Linked DNA regions of Sus scrofa: region 1 is linked to region 2. The links are chromatin contacts, called in public HiChIP or PLAC-seq maps. All regions are on one chromosome and are shown on one strand. Each heading gives the region's core, a stretch centred on a gene start, on an enhancer-like site or on the middle of the called end of the contact. The rest is flanking DNA. Distances are from core to core; before and after follow the strand shown.

Region 1 (7,615 bases), core at 967-3,466, 280 kb before region 2:
CCAGCCTACACCACAGCCATAGCAATGTGGGATCCAAGCCGCATCTGTGACCTACACCACAGCTCACAGCAATGCTGGATCCTTAACCCACTGAGCGAGGCCAGGGATCGAACCTGCCTCCTCATAGATGATAGAATCATTTCCACAGAGCCACAATGGGAACTCCGAGAACAGTTCTTAGGAATAAATTCATATTGGAAAGATTTGCCCCAAGTTACGAAGAAGCCCAGCACTTTTTTTCTCCCCTTTTACTATGACTTTGTTATAAAAGCTATGGTTTCCTAAGGGCCACTTTCCTCATCCCACTAGTATAGCTAAAAAGAGCAGGTGGGATTACACTTAGAACGTATAAGCAATGAGGTTCCACTGTACGGCACAGGGAACTACATCCAATCTCTTGGGGTAGGCCATCATGGAAGATAACATAAGAAAAGGAGTGTACATATGTATGACTGGGTCACCTTTGCTACAGAGCAGAAATTGGCACACCATTGTAAATCAACTATAATAAAAACTAAAAAAACCAAAAAGAGAGCAGGTGGTTATTTTTATTTCTGGTACAACACAAGGGATGATGAACTCAGGTGATCATCCATAAATTTCTCCCCCTGCCCAGTGGAAAAGGAAAAATTAGTGGGAATAAGTGGTTTGAGACTTTGTTCTAAAGGGTCTCAAAGAGATGTTTTTGAAAATCAGTCACTGTTTGGAATAATGTTTCTCATCATAGAGGGTTAATACAAACTGAAACACTTGGGTAATATTTAAGTGGGTCATGGAGATAAGAGATCTCAAAAAAATTATGACTGGCACTGGTGGTTATGTGAGTGGACTCACACAGCACTGGGTGGGGACTTTGGGCAAACAACTTATCGTCTGAGTGCTGGGTTTTCCACCTGCCAAATGGAAGCTAACAACAATCACTTTGTCCCTTGAAACATTTCCCCCATTTCCTCCACAACCTTAAAAGCAAATTACTTTTTCTACTGAAGATGGAGAAAGGGGAGAAAAAGAAAAATATAAAGAGTGAGACTGGACAGGGGTGAAAAAGCTTTTCAATTGTATCTCTGGAAGAATATTTTATTTTATTTTATTTTATTTTATTTATTTATTTATTTATTTATTTGCTATTTCTTTGGGCCGCTCCCGCGGCATATGGAGGTTCCCAGGCTAGGGGTTGAATCGGAGCTATAGCCACTGGCCTACGCCAGAGCCACAGCAATGAGGGATCCGAGCCACGTCTGCAACCTACACCACAGCTCATGGCAACGCCAGATCATTAACCCACTGAGCAAGGGCAGGGACTGAACCCGCAACCTCATGGTTCCTAGTCAGATTCGTTAACCACTGCGCCACGACGGGAACTCCCAAGAATATTTTAAATGCTGTTTTTTTTTCCTCTGTAAAACTGGTTCATAAAACCATTTAGATGAGCACTGATCAAAAACGTTGAAAAGGAATATTAAAGACAACATTAATGCCTAATTCAGAGCAAGTACAGCAAAAGCTGCAGACCAAGGGCCCCGCCGGCAGTGCGTCAAAGATTCCAACAGTGATTGTTCTTTCCAGTTCAGAGTAGCTGCCCCAGAGCTTCACAGCAGAATCACCTGAGAAGAGGTTACTAGCATTATTTTTAAATAAAACCTATGAGGTGCAATGACCTATAAATCAAGAGAACTGGGCACTGGGGCAAAATCATGCGTCACGTGACCTAGAACTGTACTTCAGATGGTCCTGGCGGGTACCTTCAGATAACAGCCGTCACAACCACAGCTAACACTCATGAGCAAGACACTGGGCTAACTGGCTGATGTTACTTTATTTCATCTTTACACAATCCTGAGATCTGTGTGACTCCTGTTTGACTGAAGATCAGAGGAAAGGTCAACCGGCCTGAGGCCTCTCAGCTCTGAGGGGGAGAGGGAGTCACCAAGCCAGGCAGGGACCTCCAGGCTAGCAGTCGGAGGCAGCCTGCTCTGTGCCCACGCAGGTCCAATTTACTCCCCTTCCAGGGGCCTGGGCACTGCACAATTCAGGGCAGGGGACACTGCCGACTCTCCTGCAGGCGGGCACCAAGAGCTGCCACCAGAGCCAGGCACAGTGAGCTTCAGCAGGCTTGAGGGAGGTGCCTGGCTGAGGACTGACCGGCTGTATCTCCCGTGTTCCTGGCAGAGAACACTGCCATGGAGCTGTCGGCACCACATCCCTTGCTGACTGATAACGGCCACATGGAGGTGAGTCAAAAAGTCCTCTGTGGCCTAGAGAAAGGGGCAAAGTTCATGTCCTTTACTCAGCTCCAGTTTTTCTTACTTGATACAAATTCTAACACATTTGGTTATTTACTTTTCCCATCACTGGACTGAAAACCAATTACACAGAAGGCAGAAAAGGCGGCCAGCAGGCACACTGAGAGCTAATAGCAGGAAAGAGCCAGAAAAATGACGATGGCGGCAGGCAGTGGGTGTCGGGTCAACAAGCAGAGCTGCGTCTTTAGTTGAGGAGGTGAAATGCTCCCCCCCCTTAATGCCTGTAGGGCACCATTATAGTTCATTACAATGCTCAGGGTCTAATAATACTGTTGCTGAGTCATCCAGAAGGGGTTCTATTATGCCTGTGACACTCTGCTTCAGCTGGTAGGAAAATGATTCATCACTGAAACAGTCAAAGCTAAAAAAAAGTGCTTTGAACTTAGCTGAATTTTCCAGAAACTGAAACCTTACCCCTTCTACAAGGGTGGAAAAATGAACCATTACTATAAGTCTCTAATGCCTTTATTATAGGAAACAATCAAGTCATAAACCTTTACTGCTGCCGACTTATTACCAAACCCTGGGCTAAAGGAACCTTGACTGAGAGGCCCTGCAGCTGAGGAAGGGCTGCCGCAGTGGAAGCAGGGGAACAGCGACGTGGATACTTACAGGGACTGACATCTCTGTACCTGTTTCGGTTCTTGTTCTTGGGAAGCTTGGCCACTCTACAGGGGAAGTCACTGGCTTCGTGTCGGATATCCTACAAAAAAAAGGATAAAGAGTTCTCTCTTGAAATCTCTGGCATCAGGAATTCATCTAGATGGTTAACTGAGCATGGGCCATGTGCCAGGCACTGAGGAAGACCTAGCCCAGAACCAGACATCAAAGGGAGCCAGGCAGGGTGGGAAATGCAAGGTGCTAATTCAGAGGCACAAGGTCATGGGAGGAAAACTGAAGAGGAACGACTGCACGCCTGGGGTGGAAGGAAGGGGCATGGGGCTGAGAGCTGGAAAGATGAGGAAAAGGGCTTGGGGGCAGGCGGGGGGGAGTTCACATCTTTTGTAGGAACAGCGAGTGAGCAAGTGGGAGGAATGACAGCTGGCCAGAGTGCACAGGTTGGGATAGGCCGGGTCTTGGAGAGCCTTCAAGGTCAGGCCTAGGAGTTCCGCCTGTAACCTTTTGTAAAGCCACTGTTATCAAGAGCAGAGAGAACGCCCTTTTAAGCCAACAAACCATCCAAATGCTTTCCTAGGAGACGTAAACAAATCCCACTGTACCAAAGTGTCAGGAAGACCAAGTGCCTGGACTCATAGGAGACCTGCCTTGTGCCCCTGCTAGACGGCTCACATATCTAATTCTGCTCTCCAAAATCAATACCATAGTTACATTTCAAAATCTTTAAGTTTATATTTTACTATTACTAAAAGACAAGTCTGCACAACAATGTGAATGACTTCATGCCACTAAAGTTGTATACCTAAAAATGGTTACAACGGTAAACTTTACGTTATGTGTATTTTACTACAACTTAAAGTGCACTTCTCTGGAGGGAGAGCAGATCCACTGCTTGCACGGACGCAGCTGTCTGAGGGCAGCTGGATCTCTGCTGCCCCCCCCCCCCCTTCTGTGCTGCTGGGTACTGCTGCCTCACACCTCTGCAGAAATCTGGAGGCTGATCTTCTAGAAAATATAAATCAGGGGGTAGAGTGGTCTCTAGATGATGTGAGCAGACAAGAGGAAAGACCAAAAGATGCTATCGTAAGGGTATGTAACTAACAGTCCCCCTGGCACCTTAAAGGCCCCATGGTCAGGTCTGTGCTGACAAGCCCCTTACACCTGTTCAGAGCTTGCTGTGGGCCCTGTAAGCCCCTACTCTTCATCCTGCACAGACCACTGATTATAAGATGTCAGAGGAAAGAAAGTCTCTAACACAAAAGAGATTTAAAAGAAAAACAAAGCTGCGGGGGGGAGGGGGGGAAGCCCCTTGGAGGAAATAAACTACAGAGAAATGAGAGCTTCAAAAAACATATTATTGGAGTTCCTATTGTGGCTCAGCAGTAACGAATCTGACTAGTATCCATAGGGCACAGGTTCATTCCCTGGCCTCACTCAGTGGGTTAAGGATCCAGGGTTGCTGTGAGCTGTGGTGTAGGTCTCAGACTCGGCTCGGATCCCATGTTTCTGTGGCTGTGGTGTAGGCTGGCAGCTGTAGCTCCGATTCGACTCTTAGCCTGGCAACTCCCATATACTGCAGGTGCAGCCCTAAAAAGACTTTTAAAAATTATTAATATACTCAGAAAGATAAGATACTGTATCCATAGGTTATGAAAAGGACGTTACATAAAATAAAAACGTCTCTTGGAATGTAAAAACAAGATGGCAGAAATTATAAGCTTATCCAGAGTCTGAAGATAAAGGTAGAAAAAAATCCTTCCAGAAGGTAAAGTCTAAACAAACAAATAAATAACAATAATAGAAAATGAAACAAAAGGAAAGAAAACACAAAAAAATAGTTCAAGGAAACCTCCCAGATATATCAAGTGTTCATCAAAATGATAAAAAAAAAGACCCATACTGAGGCACATTAATCATAATTCCAGAATCCTGCAGACAAAGAGAATATTCTGTAAGCTTCCAGGAAGAAAAACAGTTCACTTTCAAAATATAAAGTGATCAGAATGGCTTCAGATTTTGTAAGAACACTGAAAACTGGATGGCAATGGAGCAATGCCTTCACAATTCTGAGGAAAAATGATGTTCAACCTAGAATTCTATATAAAGCTCAGTGATATCAAGAGAAGGGACAAGAAAAACATTTCTAGACATGCAAGGTCTCAAAAACTTTACCACCCCTGCCCCCCTTTTTCAGGAATCCACTGGAGCATGTCTTCCACCAGAGTGAAGAAATTAACTAAGAAAAAGAAAGATGTAAGATATACAGAAAAAAGTGGGCGGTGTGGGGGGGAATCCAACACAAGAGCAGAGGCACAGGAAATTTCCACAGAAGCTATGACGGGGGAGCACCCAGATGATAACTCTGTACCACCCTAGGAAGCCAGCGGCCAGATCGGACCAGAAAGACTCAAGGGATGGATGTGTCAACCACATGCCTTGGTCCACAGTACCAACGGCGATCCAACGAAACCACCAGAGAGAAACAAGGCGATCTCAAATTCAGAAAACAGGGAATCCAACTGAGAAGCAAAGCAAAGAAGTCTCAAGATGGTAGCTGTGTGGCAGCTTATAGACCAACTGGCCCAGGCAGGAGAATGGAAGTCTCCAGCAGGGAGACCTCCAAGACCAAAACTGAAGCTGAGGAATCGCCTGAAATCGCTCTGTGCAGTCAGGAGTCATGAGCCACATGTGACACTGAGAGCACTTGAGATGTGGCCGCTCTGAAAAGAGATGCTGTAGAAGTGCAAACACTTCAGATTTTGATGACTTAGTGCTAAAAAAAAAAAGGAAGTAAAATATCTCAAATATTTGAAATATTAACTATCGGTTGAAATAACATTTTGAACACATTGGGTTAAGCAAATCATACTATGATTTTCATCGGCTTCCTTTTACCTTTTTACTGTGGCTACTAGAAAAAGTAAAATTACATGTATGTGTGACTGGGTCACCTGGCTGTCCAGTAAAAAATTGACAGAACACTAAACCAGCTATAATGGAAAAAAATAAAAATCATTTTTTAAAAAAGTAAAATTACATATGTGAGTTGCATTGTACTTCTATTGGATAGGACTGCCTGACCTTGTGGAAAATTGTTCTAGAGGCTACTAGAAGGTATGGGTAGAATTGGCAACAGGGAGAAAGATAACTAGGCAAATACAAATGAAAAAAACAAGGCAATTAACTACAGGAAAATTTATTTAAAAGGAAATAGTACAACACTATTTGTGACTATGTGCCAAGGAAAATAATGTAAATAATGAATAGTTTTATTTTTATTATTTCTATTTTTTGTCTTTTTTGCCATTTCTTGGGCTGCTCCTGCGGCATATGGAGGTTCCCAGGCTAGGGGTCTAATCGGAGCTGTAGCAGCTGGCCTACGCCACAGCCATAGTGATGCGGGAACTGAGCCTCATCTGCAACTTACACCACAGCTCACGGCATCGCTGGATCCCCAACCCACTGAGCAAGGCCAGGGATCGAACCCACAACCTCATGGTTCCTAGTCGGATTTGCTAGCCAATGAATATTGTTTTAATCAAAACGTATAACATACTGGGAGAATGGGGAGGGAGGAAGCAAACAATAGGGAATGGCTATTTAAGAAAACTAAATTCTCTACCTTTAGGAAAGATTAATTCCAAATTTATCATTTGATTAATGAATCAAAAGATAAAGATTTTCCTTAGAAATATGGAAATAAATACAAGGTAGAATCAGTAGAGTTCAAATCAGTCATCCATGGGAGTTCCCTGATGGCTCGGCGGGTTAAGGATCCAGAGTCATCACTGCTATGGCTCTGGTTACAGCTGTGCGGTGGGTTTGATCCCTGGCTGGAAACTTCCATGTCATGGTTACGGCCAAAAAAAGGATAATTATCCATGAAGAGAAAGCCTGGGGAGTCAGGCACTGTGGGAAGCAAATAACTATTTTATTTTTAAATTTTTTATAATTGTTTATTTTTAACTTTTAAATTTTAAATGATTTTTATTTTCTCCATTATAGCTGGTTCACAGTGTTCTTTCAATTTTCTACTGTACAGCAAAGTGACCCATTCACACATACATATGTACATTCTTTTTCTCACATTACCATGCTCCATCATAAGTAACTAGATATAGTTCTCAGGGCTGTACAGCAGGATGTATTTTCTTATAAACCTGTCATTGTACTATTTAACTTCTTAAACCATATATACATTCAACTTAGATTTAAAAAATAAAAAAGAATGAATGCCCACATTCTGCTATTCTACTTATTTTAAAAGTGGCAAGAAGGGATTTCTGACTTTTGACTCAGAGACCAGCCAATCATTTATAAGCAGTGTGATAGATTATAAACCCATTTGGGATTAAACAAATTAGTCCAGTGGTAACATACCCATCACATCATTTATGGATGAGATTAAGCTTTCAAGGGAAATGATACACAGCACAGAAAAATGACCTGAAGGAAAAAAAATCTGTTTTAAATTTCTTGTTCTACTTATTATTTGGAAGCATTTAGCAACAGGTACAAATTTTGCTTTGTGAGGTGAAACAATTCATCAGTCCAGCTGGTGTAAATGGATGAAGACAAGAGAAATAATCGACATGGATAAACCACTAAACTAACAAATACTCATCCTGAGGAAATAAAGGCCAAAATATCAACATTCGTGTGCAACTGATTTTATCCAGCCAAAGGATTTATTA
Region 2 (7,586 bases), core at 1,735-4,234:
GCATTTTCATGTTTGACACAAATTGAGCCAAGTTTGACACCAATTTCACCACTTACTAGATGGGAGAATTTTTGGTCAGGATCTTAGGTTTTCTATGCCTCCAAAACCTCATCAGTAAAATGAGGTTGAGGGGTATAACCAAGGTCTGGGGCTGTCATGCAGCTTAAATGAGATAATGCTCATTAAACACTTAGAAAGTACTTAGCACATAATAATCACACAGTATGTAGCAGTGATAATTATGGTTATCAATAGAGTGACACACCACTATTTCAAACCTCATTAAAAACAATAGATTCTGGAGATAGCAGCATGAATTCATGTTTAGTGAAATGAAAATATAGATGGCTACATATGGTAATATTTATAGATATCTGCATATGTATTTATATATAAGTAAATAGACATACACACACACACATATATATAGAAGTTCCCATCATGGTGCAGTGGAAATGAATCTGACTAGGAACCATGAGGTTGCAGGTTCAATCCCTGGCCTCGCTCAGTGGGTTAAGGATCTGGTGTTGCCATGAGCTGTGGTGTAGGTCACAGATGTGGCTCCGATCTGGCATTGCTGTGGCCCTGGCATAGGCTGGAGGCAACAGCTCCAACTAGACCCCTAGCCTGGGAACCTTCATATGCCGCAAGTGCAGCCCTAAAAAAAAAAACCCCACTCCACTGCAGAGGCAACACTGTATCCTTAACCCACTGTACCATAGAAGGAACTTCTATATTTCTTTTTTCTGTCAGCTGAGAAGGCCTAAAAGGAATGCCACCCCACTAGCAATAGGCACACTGGCACCCAGATATTGGTTTCTAACACCACTCTCCAAATAAAGGAATCAGGGCTCCATGGTGAAACCGCTGATTCTAAGACTGGGGTAAGAAATATACAAGACGAGCCTGAAGCATCTTGTAGCACTAGAAGTAAGTAAGTGCTCAAAGAAAGAAAAAAAAAAAAAAAAACCTACATTGATGGTGGTACATCGGGGCCAAGGGAACCAACTCAAAGAGCTCCTGTGGCCAAAGCTGCAACAATTTGAACAACAAAATTAATTAATATTGAATTATAACTCAAAGCGTAAATAAAATAGCCATGAGTCCATACTGATAGGATTGGATCAATAAGTCAATAAGGGAGAACAGACAAATCTGGGCAGAACTCTAAGTCATTTGTACACCACAGCAGAACCGCCTCCTCTTTAGGTGAGGGCTACACAGAGTGACTTTTTTCCAAAGAGGACAATAAGGGAAGAGGGGGGAGAGGAACTCCCCAGGGGAGAAACCCGACAAACACCGCCTGAGCCAGGTGATCAAGGTCAGCATCGACAGTGAAAAATCTTGTTGACAGTCTGTATTCTTGATGCAACATGATAAAAATGGCACTCTACTTCTGAGAGCTTCCTCCTCATCACCCACAACCCCCACCCAACCAAGACGAAAACATCAGAAAATTCTTTCAAAAGAAGAGCAGCCAACGAAAAACCTGACCAGTACTCCTCAAAGCTGTCAAGTTCACCAAAAGCAAGGAAAGTCTGAGAAACTGTCACAGCCAAGAGGAACCTAAAAGGACATGACAACCAAAGGTGATATGGAATCTTAAATGGGATCTTGGAATAAACAAACAAACATATTAGGTAAAAACTTTTAAAATCTGAATAAATTATGAACTTTAGTTAATAGTAATCCATCACCCCTGGTGCATTAACTGTAACAACTGTACCAGGACAATGTTAACGTGTTACTCATAGGGGAACCTGGGTGCAGGGTGCTACCTTTCCCATTTTTCTATAAATCTGATGCTGCTCTAAAAAATAAAGTCTATTTTTAAAAACTAGATACTTTTTCCAATATGCTTTCTTATATACTCTTATAGGTCATGGAATGATTTTTTTCCCCCAAACCCAGCTGATGTACCTTGGTTTTCAGAAACTTTCTCGTTTCACTGTCCCTTCTGAGTTGCAGCCTCACACTTCCAGATCATGGTCTTTTCATCTCTACGTGAAACCCTTTCTGCTTGGAAATTGTGCTTTGAGCCAAAGGACCTATTCTCCTGACACTGGAGAAGTTCTTCGGTCAGTTCATCCTGGTGTTTGCCTGGTGTTTCGCTCAACATTCAGCAATTGCCACTGGGGGGTTATACCAATGGCAGGAGTCATTACTAATTCGGAGTTAAACTGCTTTCTCCCTTCGCCTTTTCCAGTTCTATGACTTTGAGAGGCATCCCTGTGGCTCTGTTTTCATCTGAGAAGTGGTCTGAAGGTGCCACACAGGACATCCACCACGACAGATAATGATCTGGTTCAAACACTAGTAGTGCTGCTGATGAGAAAGTGTGCATTGAGGAAGGGGTGGACCCCAAACCTCTGCCCCCCTGCTCCAAGTCTGCTCCCTGGCCCCAAGAGCAGCTGACACTGTCTGGGAGGAAAAAGCAAAGGGGAAGCCTATGGCAAGACACCCATTTCTCAGAAAGTCTGGGTTGAAAGTCAGGGGGCCTGAGTTCAAGTCCTGCATCTGCCTCTGACTCACAGTGTCACCTTTGGCCACTCACTTCCCCCTCGTCTGGACCTCAGGTTCCTCATCTGGGAGTCAGGGGGTTGGACCAGCTGATCTTCCAAGCCTTCCCCATTTGCCACGGCACTGTTGAAATCAGGGCAGGTGATATTACTGCCTCTCCTCAGCCCACTTCACTCTCCCAATAAGCACCAAAGTCCAGAGACTATGGCCACGTTCACAACTAACAAACTCGCATCCCATCTGACAGGTGGCAATGACCTGTTACCTTTGTATTTCTTTAAAAAAGAAAAGCTGCAGAGGAGGGGTGCGCAGGTGCTTTTCTCTAAGGCGCCAGATCCAAAGGGCTCAAGCTCTGGGCTGGAAGTGAATCACGATGAGTTTGCACTTTGCATATTGTAGTCACTCATAACTTGGGTCTTTGTTTATAACAATCACCGTTGGAATGAAATTCAAATTTCTCACCCCGCCTTCGATGCCCTGAAGGACCCACCTCCTTCCTGTCTCTCCGATCCTCTCCCTCACTCTGTTCATGCCACAGTGGCTGCCCTTCTGTTCTCCGAACCCCCAGCTTGTTCTGACCTCAGGGCCTTTGCCTTTGCCGTTCCTTTCATCATCAACATCCCTCTCTCGGGTCACAGCTGCTTCTCAGGGAGGCGCTCTCCAGTCACCCTATTTAAAGAAGCCCCTGGTCACTCTCCATCACTCCTCCCTGGGATATTTGCTCCCAAGCTTTTACCACGTTCTGAAATGATGCTGTTGGTTTACCTGTGCACTGACCGTGCAAAGGCAGGGATTTTTTCTGTTTTGTGATGTGACTCCAACCTCCTGCCCAGGGGCTGACACAGGATAGGGTCTCAGCAAACACTGATGAAATGAATGTGTGAATGAAACTGGAATCATAGCAATCCCCAGCAGTGGAGTCTGCATTTTGGGAGCCCCGAGCCACCATGCTATCATTTCATCCCGAGGCAGGTGGTTTCCATCTTGCAGATGAGAAGGACAAGATTTTTGAGATTCAGAGCCTCAAAGGATAGAGCTGACCCTGCACTCAGTCTGGGGCCGTCAGCACTCGGGCTCCATCCACCCCACTAGGTTCCCCAGTGAGAGAGACTGGGATAGGGGAGCTGAGCCCCGCCCTCCACAAACTTGCACCCTTTGTCCGATGCAGAGCCTCCTAAGCATCTCCCTGTCCCCACCGCCTGGTGGAGCCCCTGGGACCAGGATGGGAGCCAGGTGTGCAGGTGGCCTGGCCTTGTGCTTGTCAGTGCCAGAAACTGGCCTGGGGAGCAAAGAGTGTGGACCAGTCCAGGGGCAGGTGATGTGGGCGACTTGCCCCAACTGAGCTCCTGATGTTCGCTGGGGCTCAGAGGGTGGCAGTGGACACAGGGTCCTTCTGGGAGTCCAGGGCTCAGGTCCCCACCTGCCTTTCCCTGAAGGTAGAGCTAACCTCTGGGGTTCTGACCTAAGGAGGGCAGTGAGGAAGGCAAGTAAACAATAGCCAAAAGGCAGCCTGTAAATCCCTAGTGCCGATCCCTCCTTGAACACTTGCTGGCTGTGTGTCCTTGAGCAAGTCGCTTAACCTCTCTGGACCTCCATCTTTGGCAGGTGGGTGGTGCTGCCGATTCAAATAGAGGCTCCCTGCATTCAAGGTCTGCTCTGGGATCAGGGAGGAAAGAGGAGACAGTTGGGGAGTTGGAGGACAGGCTCCCCCTCGGGTCAAGGAAGTCTCCCAGTCCACCTCCCACCCCCAGAGGAGATGCCTGCCCAGCCAGACCTGGAACAGTGAGTGGGAGTTTGGCACAGAGAAGTAGAGAGAAGGGTGCTCCAGGCAGAAGGCACAGCCTGTGCAGACAGCAGGCATATTGCCTGGCGAGCCTCCTTTCTCCCCTTAGGTCTCAGCTCAGATACCACCTCCTCAGAGGAGCCCTCCTGCTACCTTGATGGGAAGGAGGTCCCACCCTGTGCCCTCCATCAAAGCAGCTTATTTTCCTTCGTGCACTTAGGACAGTCTCGCTCGTTTGTTTATTATTTGTCTCCCCTGCCAAGTTCCCCCAGAGCAGGGACAGTGACTGTCCTGCTTGCTGCTCTGTCCCAGAGTCTAGCACAGCACCTGGCACACAGCAGACACCAAACAACGTGCTTGGGCACAATTCGAACAAGTCAGTCCCTGCTCTGTGCCTCGGTTTCCTCAGCTGTGAAATGACCATCGTACCCACACTCACCTCACAGAGGTGTTGTAAGAATTAAATGAGTTAGTATTTGTGGGGCCCTTAGAACAAATCCTGGCCCACAGTTGGTGCTCTGCATAAATGTGTAAATAAAAAATATAATAAGTGCATAAAGAGAATTATAGATGCATGGATTGGGAAGTCGTAATACTGCAAATCACCAAGTTGTGTAATCTAATATGCTACGGCTTATGTTTACTTTACTCATTCTCTATTTTACTTTTTCCAACTTTTTATTTTTGACAAATTCCAAACTCAAAGAAAGTAAACAAAACAGCACAACAAACACCTCAATGCACCAGTCACTGACTCTCCCCTTTGTGTGTGTCCCCTCTGGCTAGATAGAACAAGATGAACATCTATATTTTTATTCTCTTATTTTTTCTTTCTGACCCATATGGGAGCCGGTCAAAGACATTCAGATGATTTCCCTCTAAACTCTTCGGCTGCTGTGATTTTTTAAACTCTCTTGCTCAATGAATGAATTCTCTGGAAACAATTGTAACCTATTACCTGATGTTACAAATCTGTAATGCTACAATCCACTAATCTGTGAATCCTTCAGCCTGGAAACATTTGGTTCTAGAAACCACCCTCCGCTGGTTCTCAGAGTCCACACATGCTTGAGGTTCTACCTCTCACTCATCTGGGATTCCCGGAGCCCTGCCCCTGGGGTTCAGGAAATCAGCAAGGCGTTTGGTGCTTCTGAGCCCAGATTCCCACTTCCCAGAAGCCGATGCCCGGGACTGAGCAAGGGGAAAACCCAGCCAGTCCCAGCTCCCAACACAATGCCAAGCCCCAAAGTTGCCAAGTGGCACAGGGGCCTGGGTCACAGGACCAGGGGTGAGACCCTGGCCCGGTCACACTCAGTGGCCCTGTGGGGCCTCCCTGGGGTGCCCAGGCCCTCCACAGGCCAGCCTGGTGAGGGGCAGACAGGAGGCCCCCACCTCCACCCTGCTCATGGAGCAATCCTCTGAGTCACCCCCACCTCATGACTCGCCTGCCCGCCACCACCAAGGCCTGTAATTAAGCCTCCTCCGAGGCTGGGTTTTATCGGCCCATCGGGCAGACCTGGGAGGGGGACGCCCCGGAGGTCCCCCACAGACACAGCCCATCCTGGGGCTCGGTGGCACGCCATCCGGGCGTGCCTCTGCCATAGGTGGCAGCTAGCCCCAGGTCCAGAGGCTCACTTTCCGCTCCCAGAATTCCCACTGTCCATTCCCCGAAACTCTGCCTCAAGTACCCACCATTCAAGCCATTTTCCTACTAAAATGTAAAGTGAGCACTCACATTTCAGAATGAATTTTCCAAAGCCCAGCAAGGGAACCAGCTCTGCTAGGCACCCTAGAGGTTAAGGATGTCTTAGTGGAAAGATGCCTGTGGTGGTGGCGGTCGGACAGGCCTTGCAGTGGGTGCTGGAGAAGAGAGGAAAGACAAGCTATCTCCTTACCTCCTCCCCTTGTCGGCTGCCCTGACCCTGGAGGAAGTTACTCTGCTGCCCATTCTGTAGATGAGAAGACTGAGGTCCTGAGAAGCTTCAGACCAACTCCCATCCTCTAGGGTGTGGCATCGGGGATTGTGCTGATGTTGAGGGAGTGGGTAAGGGCCTTTTCCAGGGAGGGGGATCCCTCCACCCCCAGCAGAGAGGACAGCAAGAGCAGTCAAGCTGCGGTCAGCACCCTGAGTTCAAGTCCCACTTAAAACCCCTGTGCCTCAGTTTCCCCAACTGTCGACTACAGATAAAAAAAAAAAAAAAAAAAACAGCATCTGAATTAAATACAGCACGTAGTGAGATGCCTCCCAAAGACAAGAGTAGGCCCTTTCCCTTCTCCTCTTGATGTTGGCAGATCCCTCCTAACCTGGGTTGATGGGAGGCAGGGAGGCCAAGGTGTACGGAGAGGCTAACTCTGTGCCTCCCATCCCCTCACCCCCACCCCACTACAGGCCCCTGGAGGCTGCAGCGGATCCCTAGGCTGAGCCCCCGCTCCAGGATGGGGTCCCTAGGATTAGCATTCCCAACCCCACACCTGCAAAGACACACAAAGACACATCTCAAGGCCTGCAGCAGGGCTAGTTGCTTCGCAATTATTAATAATTTCCTCCCTCCATCCCCCCCTCCCCCAGACCTGCTCAACCAGTCTCCCCACAGGCAGCAGAGCTGGCCTGACATTTGAACCAACTATTATTCTCTCGCTTCTGAGAGAAGCAAGAGGAAACGTGGGACCTGTGTCTTGATTCTGGGGGTGGGGGAGCACCCAGGCCATCCATAGGTCCCCCTTGATCCTGAGGCCATGAGCACAGCATTCAAGCTCCCCAGGGCAATGGGATCATTGTCCCTTTCCTGAAGACCAGGTAAGACAGAGATCAAGCCCCTGCCAAGGGGCAGACTGGAGAATCCTCTTGAATGGGGGCAGGAGTGTGTGGATGGTTGAGTCAAAACTTGGGGCTGCAGTCATGTCCTGGCTCTGCCTTTATTTGCTGTGTGGCCTTGGACAACTCTTTGCCCTTTGTGAACCTCCATTTTCTCATCTGCAAAATGGGGTGACGAATCCCCACATCGTAGGGTCAGTGGAATTTAAAAAGCCCCAGACCTAGGGCCCACCTATTTCTCTGGGGCCAGGGTCTGCTAATATTCTTACCTCCTGGGAACTCTGCAGGGAGCTGGGCCAAGGTGCGACTCCTGAAACAGAGCCCTGAGGCCTGGGGAAACCAAAACCTCAAAGCCCATTTCCAGCCACATCTCAAATCCACCAATGGGGACAGGCCAAGGTACCTGCCCCCCAGTTACTCCCTGGCTCCATAATTAGCATTTGGGCTTCTTTCTGACAGGCAGTGCCT

Evidence for each region. HiChIP or PLAC-seq counts read pairs in DNA pulled down with a chosen protein or histone mark.
Region 1: a contact with region 2 is called in an H3K27ac HiChIP or PLAC-seq map of alveolar macrophages. The contact joins two enhancer-like sites. A contact is called at or near these places in 1 of 47 Hi-C or Micro-C datasets (epiblast stem cells) and 1 of 2 datasets of contacts at active chromatin or transcription factors (alveolar macrophages).

Annotation. Positions count from the first base shown.
Region 1 is chr17:52,057,617-52,065,231 of Sscrofa11.1, reverse strand. PTPN1 (protein tyrosine phosphatase, non-receptor type 1) reads right to left here. Exons shown (of 10, transcript NM_001113435.1): 2 at 2,916-3,006. Among named protein-coding and RNA genes, the nearest start is that of PTPN1, 44 kb to the right of the region's middle. Within about 2 kb of position 2,216, at least 40 of the 83 cell types and tissues checked have an H3K27ac peak or open chromatin away from gene starts, as enhancers often do. A contact at or near this core is called in alveolar macrophages, where this site is marked.
Region 2 is chr17:51,775,084-51,782,669 of Sscrofa11.1, reverse strand. It overlaps LOC110257431 (a long non-coding RNA gene), which reads right to left. Exons shown (of 2, transcript XR_002340007.1): 1 at 6,199-7,586. Among named protein-coding and RNA genes, the nearest start is that of CEBPB, 56 kb to the right of the region's middle. Within about 2 kb of position 2,984, at least 5 of the 83 cell types and tissues checked have an H3K27ac peak or open chromatin away from gene starts, as enhancers often do. A contact at or near this core is called in alveolar macrophages, where this site is marked.